Regions from separate parts of the Mus musculus genome. Here region 2 is linked to region 1. The links are chromatin contacts, called in public HiChIP or PLAC-seq maps. All regions are on one chromosome and are shown on one strand. The core of a region is the stretch at or near the end of the contact, and the rest is flanking DNA. Distances in the headings are between cores, read along the strand shown. Region 1 holds the start of Celsr3 (cadherin, EGF LAG seven-pass G-type receptor 3). Region 2 overlaps Map4 (microtubule-associated protein 4).

Region 1 (4,275 bases), core at 493-2,992:
GCCTCGAATGTCGTCTCTAGTAGACGCCACGGAGACGTCAAAGGTGGAGGCCAGTCACCAGCCCTGCATGAGGGGAAAACGGAACGATTTCCCTCAGCCAAGGTGCCTTACTTAACACATCTGCCCACGCGGCAAGAGCCGGGATGGCATCCTAAAAGTGCTGCTCAGGCAACTCGTACCGGAAGTCCAGATCCCTAAGGTCATTCAGGGGTCTCCTCTGTGATTCCAGCTGGTTTCCTCCTTGTTCAACCTGAGATTTGCGCTTTCCACTAGCTAGTCTGTGGACCCACAGAGCGGCGGGCGCTTCAAAACCAGGTCCCGCTCCTCTCTTCTCTAGTCAGGAACTACAATCCTACGGAGTACTTTCTTTAGTGCCGCTGTACATAGTCCACCTACACGCACAAATGGTGTATCTGTCACGGAACTCTGACTTGAGTCTTAAGACTTAACGACCCCAAACACTACAGCTGATACCCATGGGTCAGATCACAGCAGCCTCGTCCAGTGCAACCCGAGTGAGCCAAACCTCCCCGAAGCAAAGAAACCCAGGAGCGAGAGAATGCGTTGATTGGTTGCTGGTGATGTCATAGCTACCATTTGGGGGCGGGCCAGAGGTCTTGGCCAGGAGTTCTTGGACTGTTTGAAGTAGTAACCACTCAGCCGGGGGAACCGCACCCAGGGCAATGTTCTGGGGTCCTAGGCCTGACTCCTGTCTCGGTGTCAGAATGAATGAGTCCCCTGCACCTTGCGTTGCAGCTCATCACCGATGCCAAGTTTGGAGGCTGATCAATATAGCGCGTCTTTTGGATTATTTCTGCTGGCTAGCGTGGAACCCGCGAGGCCCTCCTACCTCCCGCATACAATGGAGTCCTCCGAGAGGGGCGGGGTCTCCCATTGTGCCAATAGAAACAATGACACTCTAATTGGAATGCGCCGCCTTTCTCTAGGATTCTGTGACGTCTGTTGCGCCACATCTAGCTATTGGTTGGTTGAGATGCGCGCGTGCCAGGAGTTGGACGGAAAGCTAGACTGGACCAGGACTAGGGAGAACTGAGCTTCTGTCGGGTTCTTCAAGGGGTTAAAGGATGCAGTTGTCGCAGGCGAGGGGGCGGAGATCTGAGGAAGCTGGGTCCACAGTTGTACAACCCTGGGTTCCACGTGGCATCTCAGAACACTGGAAAGAACCATAGCCTAGAGAGACGTGGTGTCTCTCCCAAGTCTGGGAGACCGCTAGTGACTCTCGTGGCGGAGAAGAGTTGGCTTCTCTTCCTGTCTCAGAAGGGTCGTTTTCAGATCCTGTTCTGTAGGAGCAAACAAGGAGATTTTTGCGACATGTTTCTCATAAGTTAAACTTGTTAATAAACAGTTAACGCTATTGTTTGAACCAGGCCGGTGTCTGGCCATTATTTTCACAGTCCCAGGATTCTATATGGTAACCCTTCCCAGACCGATGACAGCACATTTTCAAACCAAAATGGGTGTTAGGGCTCGGAACTAGCGCTCTAAAGGGAGACGAGATTCTCGGTCTGAAGAAAGACTAGGAAGCCACGCTGGAATAGCGCACTAGGATGAGAGGGAGGGCGGTGGCAGAGTAGCGGAGAAACTCCCAGCTCCGTTCAGCACCGTGGGCAGCACTTCTGTTCTCAATAAAGATGGCGGTAACGGCTTCAGTCGCCAGAACTGCCATGCGCGACGGGCTGTACCACCAGGTTTGGGGCATCGGGGCGGAGGTGGAGCAAACCATCGGAGCGGCCGGGAGCCATGTTGGAGCGTCGGGAGGCGGCAGCGGCGTCGGGGATGCTGTGGTGGGGGCGGCAAAAGCCGGGGCCGTATGCCAAAGGGGCTCTGGCCGCGGAGTAGATGGTGCCCAGAGAGCAGTGGCGGCGCGGAGCGACGGGCAGAGGGGCGGAGGGCCGGGGCGGCGGCAGGGGCCCAGGAGGGGGCCAGAGCAGCGGGGCGGGCCCAAGGCCCGGACCCGGGCGGGGGGCGGCGGAGGCCGTGACGGGAGGCGGGGGTGATGGCGAGGCGGCCTCTATGGTGGGGTCTCCCGGGACCGTCGACCCCGGTACTACTGCTCCTTCTCCTCTCTTTGTTCCCTTTTAGCCGGGAGGAGCTGGGGGGCGGTGGGGACCAGGACTGGGACCCAGGGGTTGCTACTACTACTGGGCCAAGAGCGCAAATCGGCAGTGGAGCCGTAGCTCTTTGTCCCGAATCTCCCGGCGTCTGGGAAGATGGAGATCCTGGCCTGGGGGTCAGGGAGCCTGTCTTCATGAGGCTCCGAGTAGGTAGGCAAAACGCCCGGAATGGTCGAGGGGCCCCTGAGCAACCAAACGCGGAGGTGGTGGTCCAGGCATTGGGTAGTCGCGAGCAAGAGGCAGGTCAGGGTCCAGGGTATCTGTTATGTTGGCACCCAGAGATCTCCTCTTGTGGGCGGACAGGGCCTTTACGAAGAGGTAGCCTGCCACTCGATGCTCTGTCCCCAGGGGATTCTGATCTGAGGAACAGCTCTCCTCACCCTTCAGAACTTCTGGCTCAGCCTGATGGCTCCAGGCCAGTGGCCTTCCAGCGTAATGCTAGGAGAAGCATCCGCAAAAGAGTGGAAACCTCTCGCTGCTGCGGGAAGCTGTGGGAGCCAGGACACAAGGGTCAGGGTGAGAGATCCGCGACTTCCACAGTGGACAGGGGACCCTTTCGGCGGGACTGCCTCCCCGGCTCTTTAGGATCTGGCCTGGGGGAGGATTCAGCACCACGTGCTGTGAGGACAGCTCCTACGCCGGGTTCAGCACCTCGCGAGTCTCGGACAGCTCCCGGGCGCATGCGCTCCCGCGGTCTCTTCCGCCGCCGTTTCCTCTTTGAGCGCCCTGGGCCGCGCCCTCCCGGGTTTCCGACTGGTCCTGAAGCCAAGCAAATACTCTCAACTAACCAGGCTCGTCCTCGTCGTGCTGCAAACCGCCACCCGCAGTTTCCTCAATACAACTACCAGACACTGGTACCTGAAAATGAGGCAGCGGGCACATCAGTACTGCGCGTGGTGGCACAAGACCCGGACCCAGGCGAGGCCGGGCGCCTCATCTACTCGCTGGCGGCGCTCATGAACAGCCGCTCGCTGGAGCTTTTCAGTATTGATCCTCAGAGTGGCCTCATCCGCACGGCTGCCGCTCTGGATCGTGAGAGTATGGAACGCCACTACCTTCGAGTAACAGCACAGGACCACGGCTCACCGCGCCTCTCAGCTACCACCATGGTGGCGGTGACAGTAGCTGACCGCAACGATCACGCGCCAGTGTTTGAGCAAGCCCAGTATCGGGAAACACTTCGTGAGAATGTGGAAGAAGGTTACCCCATCCTGCAGTTGCGTGCCACCGACGGCGACGCGCCACCTAACGCCAACCTGCGCTACCGCTTCGTGGGATCGCCAGCTGTGCGCACCGCAGCCGCCGCTGCTTTCGAGATTGATCCACGTTCGGGTCTTATCAGCACCAGTGGCCGCGTGGACAGGGAACACATGGAAAGCTATGAGCTAGTAGTAGAGGCTAGTGACCAGGGCCAGGAGCCTGGGCCACGTTCAGCCACCGTGCGAGTGCACATAACTGTGCTGGATGAGAATGATAATGCGCCCCAGTTCAGCGAGAAGCGCTATGTGGCACAGGTGCGTGAGGATGTGCGCCCTCACACGGTGGTGCTACGTGTCACGGCCACGGACAAGGACAAGGATGCCAATGGTTTGGTGCATTATAACATTATCAGCGGCAACAGCCGGGGCCATTTTGCCATCGACAGTCTCACGGGTGAGATACAGGTAATGGCACCCCTGGACTTTGAGGCAGAGAGAGAGTACGCTTTGCGAATCCGGGCACAAGATGCAGGCCGGCCACCTTTGTCCAACAACACGGGCCTGGCAAGCATCCAGGTGGTAGACATCAATGACCATGCTCCTATCTTTGTCAGCACACCCTTTCAGGTCTCTGTTTTGGAAAATGCACCCCTGGGTCACTCAGTAATTCACATTCAAGCAGTGGATGCAGATCATGGGGAGAACTCCAGGTTAGAGTATTCTCTAACTGGTGTGGCATCAGACACACCCTTTGTGATAAACAGTGCCACTGGCTGGGTCTCTGTGAGCGGTCCCCTGGACCGTGAATCTGTGGAACATTACTTTTTTGGTGTGGAGGCTCGAGACCATGGTTCACCCCCACTCTCTGCTTCAGCCAGTGTCACCGTAACTGTGTTGGATGTCAATGACAATCGGCCTGAGTTCACCATGAAAGAGTACCA
Region 2 (4,518 bases), core at 1,961-4,460, 1.2 Mb after region 1:
GTTTTCTGGAAGAAAACAAAACTGAGGGCCATGGGATATCTGACTTAGTAGATAATTGTTGGCAACCTGAGTTCAATCCCTGGAACCCACAGCCAAGTGCCACAGGTTATCTTGTGACTTCCACAGGCACATAGTGCTATGCATGAGCTTATGTATTTGCATCCTACCCTTATATACAGAACAATTTTTTTAAAAGTCATAAATTATTTTTAAAAAACACTTTACTGCATGCATTGATTGATTGATTGATTGATTGATTGATTGGGTGGGGGGAGGTAATCAGAGGACAACTTAGAAGAACTCCATTCTCTCCTTCCAGTATGTGGTTCTTGGGGATTATATTCAGGTTGTCACGCATAGGGGCATGTGATTTCATTTTAAGCCATCTTGCTGACCCGTGAAATGCTTTTAAATAAAAAAAGAAATGAAAACTTAGGAAATTCCCAGAAAAAAAAGTTAATTTTTAAAGACTTATTTATTTTACTTATATGAGTACACTGTAGCTGTCTTCAGACACCCCAGAAGAGGGCATCAGATCCCATTACAGATGGTTGTGAGCCACCATGTGGTTGCTGGGAATTGAACTCAGGACCTCTGGAAGAGCAGTCAGTGCTCTTAACCGCTGAGCCATCTCTCCAGCCCTATTTATTATTTTATTTTTATTTCTTGAGGCAGGGTTTCTCTGTGCAGCCCTAGCTGTTCTAGAATTCACTATGTAAACCAGGAGGGACTTGAACTCAGAGATCTAACTACCTCTGCCTGCCAAGTGCTGGGATTAAAAGCATGTGACTATAATCACTGGCTACTTCAATCCTTTTGCCAAATTTGGTATATTAGATAATATCTAAACAGCCATGGAGTCATGCATGCATCCATTCTCCTCTAGAGACTGAAGGTAGAAATGCTCAGGTTTTTCATTATTGTCCCTGTTCTTCTGAGAATCATTCTTTTTTTTTTTTCTTTTGCTATTATTCAAATGATTGAACTGAATACTTTGTACTCATTTGGCAAATTCACTAATCCCTGTAAGGATGGGACTCACTAATCCCCATAAGGATGGGATGCACTGGGCCGATCACATCTCTGATTCACTGTTTCTATCCCATTTTTATTGTTTTAGGGTTTTGGGCTTTGTTTTTTAATGAGAAAAGGTTTCAACTCTGTAGGCCAGGTTGTCCTTGTAGTGACAGTTTACTCGTATATAAGATAAACAAAATCTTAAAAAAATAAATAAGAGGTTCAAGAAACTGAACAAATTCTAAATGTAGAAAATCTCCAAACATCTTATAACAAGGCTTCTTATTTTCAAGTTAACTTGAACTTTTATAAAAAGAAAATCTTTAAAGCAGCAGGGAGGGACTCCTCAGAGAATGATTTTATTTTATTTTTTAACAGAAACCAAAGGACATTGCAGTAGCAGGTGTTTTCTTAGGGCTGTGAACAAGAAATAAGCCTTTTATGCCTGTGTGTTTGTGTGTGTGCAGCTGCACATGACATGTTGGTAATACCATCTCCTGCCTTTGAAACGGGCTGTCTTACTGCCCTGCAGCTCCCCGCTGCCACTAGACTGCCTGCCAGTCTCAACTTATTACCTTACACTGGGATTACAAGCAGGCATTTCCCCTTGGGTTCTGAGGATCAAACATAGGTATCCATTTGCCTGCTTTACTGAGCTGTCTCTCAAGTCCCTAAAGTGGGCTTAGAGGGGTGGGGGGAGGGCTGCTCACAATATAGCTCCACAGTAGTGTGTGCCTAAAATGTGCAAGTCATGGGTTTCACTTCAGAAAACCAAAGTGGGGTGGTTCAAGGATCTTTTTTTTTTTTTTTTTTTTTTTTTGGTTTTTCGAGACAGAGTTTCTATGTGTAGCCCTGGCTGTCCTGGAACTCACTCTGTAGACCAGGCTGGCCTCGAACTCAGAAATCCGCCTGCCTCTGCCTCCCGAGTGCTGGGATTAAAAGTGTGAGCCACCACGCCCGGCTTGGTTCAAGGATCTTAAGGGGAAGTAAAAGTTTAGTAGTTTATTCTGCACAAAGCAATAAATTCCAAAAATGTTAATTTAGAAATTCTAAACGATATTCATATAATCCATACAATACCATGAAGATCCAAGATATGAACCATCAACTCTTTATGTCTTTAATATTTATTATTTTTATTTCAAAGGTGTTTTTACCTGCACGTGGATATATCAGATACATGTAGTGCTCAGTGCTCCTTTGGGACTGAATCTGTTTTCAACATGGGTGCTGAAAACCAAACCTAGGTCCTCTGGAAGAGAAGTCAGTGCTCTTAACTTTTGAGATCTCTCCAGCCCTTGTTGTTTGGTTTTTGAGACAGGATCTCATATACCCTGGCTGGCTTCAATCTCACTATGTAGCTAAAGCTGGCTTTGAACACCGGCTGCTACTACATCTCCCAAAAACTGGAATTATATACCTGTGCATACTTATTCATATTTTCATATTTAGCATTTCTATGACCTACTTTTATATTCTTTTGACCTTTTGGGGCGGCTGAGGGCTAGATTGTTAACCTTACAAGATGAACTGATACCTGGCCCTGGGTGTGGTAGCACAGGCCTCTAATCACAGCATTCAGGAGATTGAGGGAAGAGGACCAGCATCTGATACACTCGAGCCAGTCTTCAGGAAGTGAAAAGAGAGCAAGCCACGGGATGCAGCTCAGTCGGTAGCATTCCCAGAGCCTAGGTTTGCACCACATAAACTCGGTTACAACAGTACAGTTCTACAACCTTAGCACTCCAGAGGTGAAGACAGGAGACTCAGACCTCATCCCTATGTGTGTAGTGATTTCCAGGCCAACCCTGGCTACATAAGATTCTGTCTTAAAACACCAGTTACAAAAAAGAGTGACTGATGTTAAGGAGTTGAAGCTCTTTGTGTTTGAGAATGATTGTGTGGCAGGTGTCTTTTGGATTTAGGTATGCTTTTTGTGGTTATGGTTTCTGTGCCAGTCAGAAAATGTCCATGTTAGGACTACACATTTCATACTTGTCACAGTGCTCCTAGGCATCTTGCTTGTTTACACCTGAGGTATCTCCCTTCTGAAGAGAGGAGTTCTTCTGGCTTAGGCTGATGACTTTCTTTTCCACGGCTCTTGGCCTTGTTGGAAATCTAGGTCAGTTAGAATTGGAGCAGCTTAATCTCACATCCTCTGCAGCGTGGCTCTTTACAGCGAGAGGAAGTGAGGGAGGTTATTGAACCACCTGGCGCTTGCCCCATCTCTCAGCAACCTTTACTCTAAGGGGTAGACTATGGCAGAAGTGGTTTTTGTCCCCTTTGTTTTCGGGGAGTTGGTGTTTGGGTGACAGAAGCTCTTTGTTGGTATCCAGGGAAAAGGAAAGCAAACCTTAAAGGCCGTTTCCCTGCGCTGATCATCATCAGGGTGGATCCTCCTTCACACGGTGACAAGTGCTCAGACAGAGCTCCTAGAATTGTGATCCCAGGGAGGACACAGGCTGCCCATCCTCGGCAGCCTAGCCCTTTGGGTTCTTCAGAATGGAGCTCCAGTCATGGGACTCTCAATGGAGCCTTCCGTGTTTCAAATGGTTGTAAAATACATTTGCTTAAGGTAATTTCCGCTGACTCTCCACCCTTTAGGAGTATCCCGGCAAGAAGAAGCAAAGGCTGCTGTAGGTGTGACTGGAAATGACATCACTACCCCGCCAAACAAGGAGCCACCACCAAGCCCAGAAAAGAAAGCAAAGGTAGGCGCTACAGTGGATGATGGTTTCCCTTTTCTGTGATTTTAAACCTTCTGCTGCTATTGCTTGAATCATGAGTGCAGTGTCTTTTTTTCTGAGCTGTCTTGTCTTTCTTCAAATTTAGATGCCCTTAGAAAATAGATCCTATATTTTCATTTGGCCTAAACCAAATTCATTCATTCAAAATCCTCTGCCTGCACTTTTATAGTATATCTGTGTAAAATGTTCATTAAATATTTGTTTTCTGTGCTAGAGATTGAACCTAGGACCTTATACTTCTTAGGCAAGTGCTCTACCACCGTGCCCATGGCTTTTTCAGACAGGATGTTACTATGTCTACCATTGTCAATTTATAAATGACTTACCTTTTGCTTACTAACAGCAAGAAGCAATTGTAGACTTACCCTGAAACCTGTTCGAGAAAAAAAATGAATGAAGGTTTCTTAGACAGACCATGGCTTCAGAAACTTTCTCTTGTACTTGGTAAACACACAGGTACCACATTTTAGGGTATAGTTATGCTGTCTTGTGAAGACATAGGAAAGAAAAGTAGGGTGTGGTTGGTGCCTGTACGTTTAATCTCAGCAGTTTGGCAGCTGAGGCTAGAGGATCCTGAGTTGTGTGTCAGCCTGGGTAACTTAAGATCCTATTTTTTTAAAAAAGAAATCCAGTCAGTAATAATTTAATCATTTACTGATACATTTATTTATAAAATTCTTACAGCTGCCAAAAGTTAATGACAAAGATATTATTAAAATAAATGATTTAAAAATCAAACCATTGGAATTTGTGG

What was found. HiChIP or PLAC-seq counts read pairs in DNA pulled down with a chosen protein or histone mark.
Region 2: an H3K27ac HiChIP or PLAC-seq map of double positive thymocytes shows a contact between it and region 1, with 5 times the contacts expected there. The contact joins the enhancer-like site here to the promoter of Celsr3 in region 1. A contact is called at or near these places in 2 of 39 promoter capture datasets (cranial neural crest and hippocampal neurons), 2 of 115 datasets of contacts at active chromatin or transcription factors (double positive thymocytes and embryonic forebrain) and 1 of 9 other capture datasets (liver).

What each region holds. Positions count from the first base shown.
Region 1 is chr9:108,824,303-108,828,577 of GRCm38.p6, forward strand. It overlaps Celsr3 (cadherin, EGF LAG seven-pass G-type receptor 3), which reads left to right and starts at 1,743. Exons shown (of 36, transcript NM_001359572.1): 1 at 1,743-4,275. The coding sequence starts at 2,018. It overlaps Gm35025 (a long non-coding RNA gene), which reads right to left and starts at 1,818. Exons shown (of 2, transcript XR_871161.3): 1 at 180-1,818; 2 at 1-63.
Region 2 is chr9:110,059,396-110,063,913 of GRCm38.p6, forward strand. Map4 (microtubule-associated protein 4) reads left to right here. Exons shown (of 19, transcript NM_001205330.1): 9 at 3,622-3,728. Among named protein-coding and RNA genes, the nearest start is that of Dhx30, 56 kb to the right of the region's middle. Within about 2 kb of position 3,211, at least 33 of the 459 cell types and tissues checked have an H3K27ac peak or open chromatin away from gene starts, as enhancers often do. A contact at or near this core is called in double positive thymocytes, where this site is marked.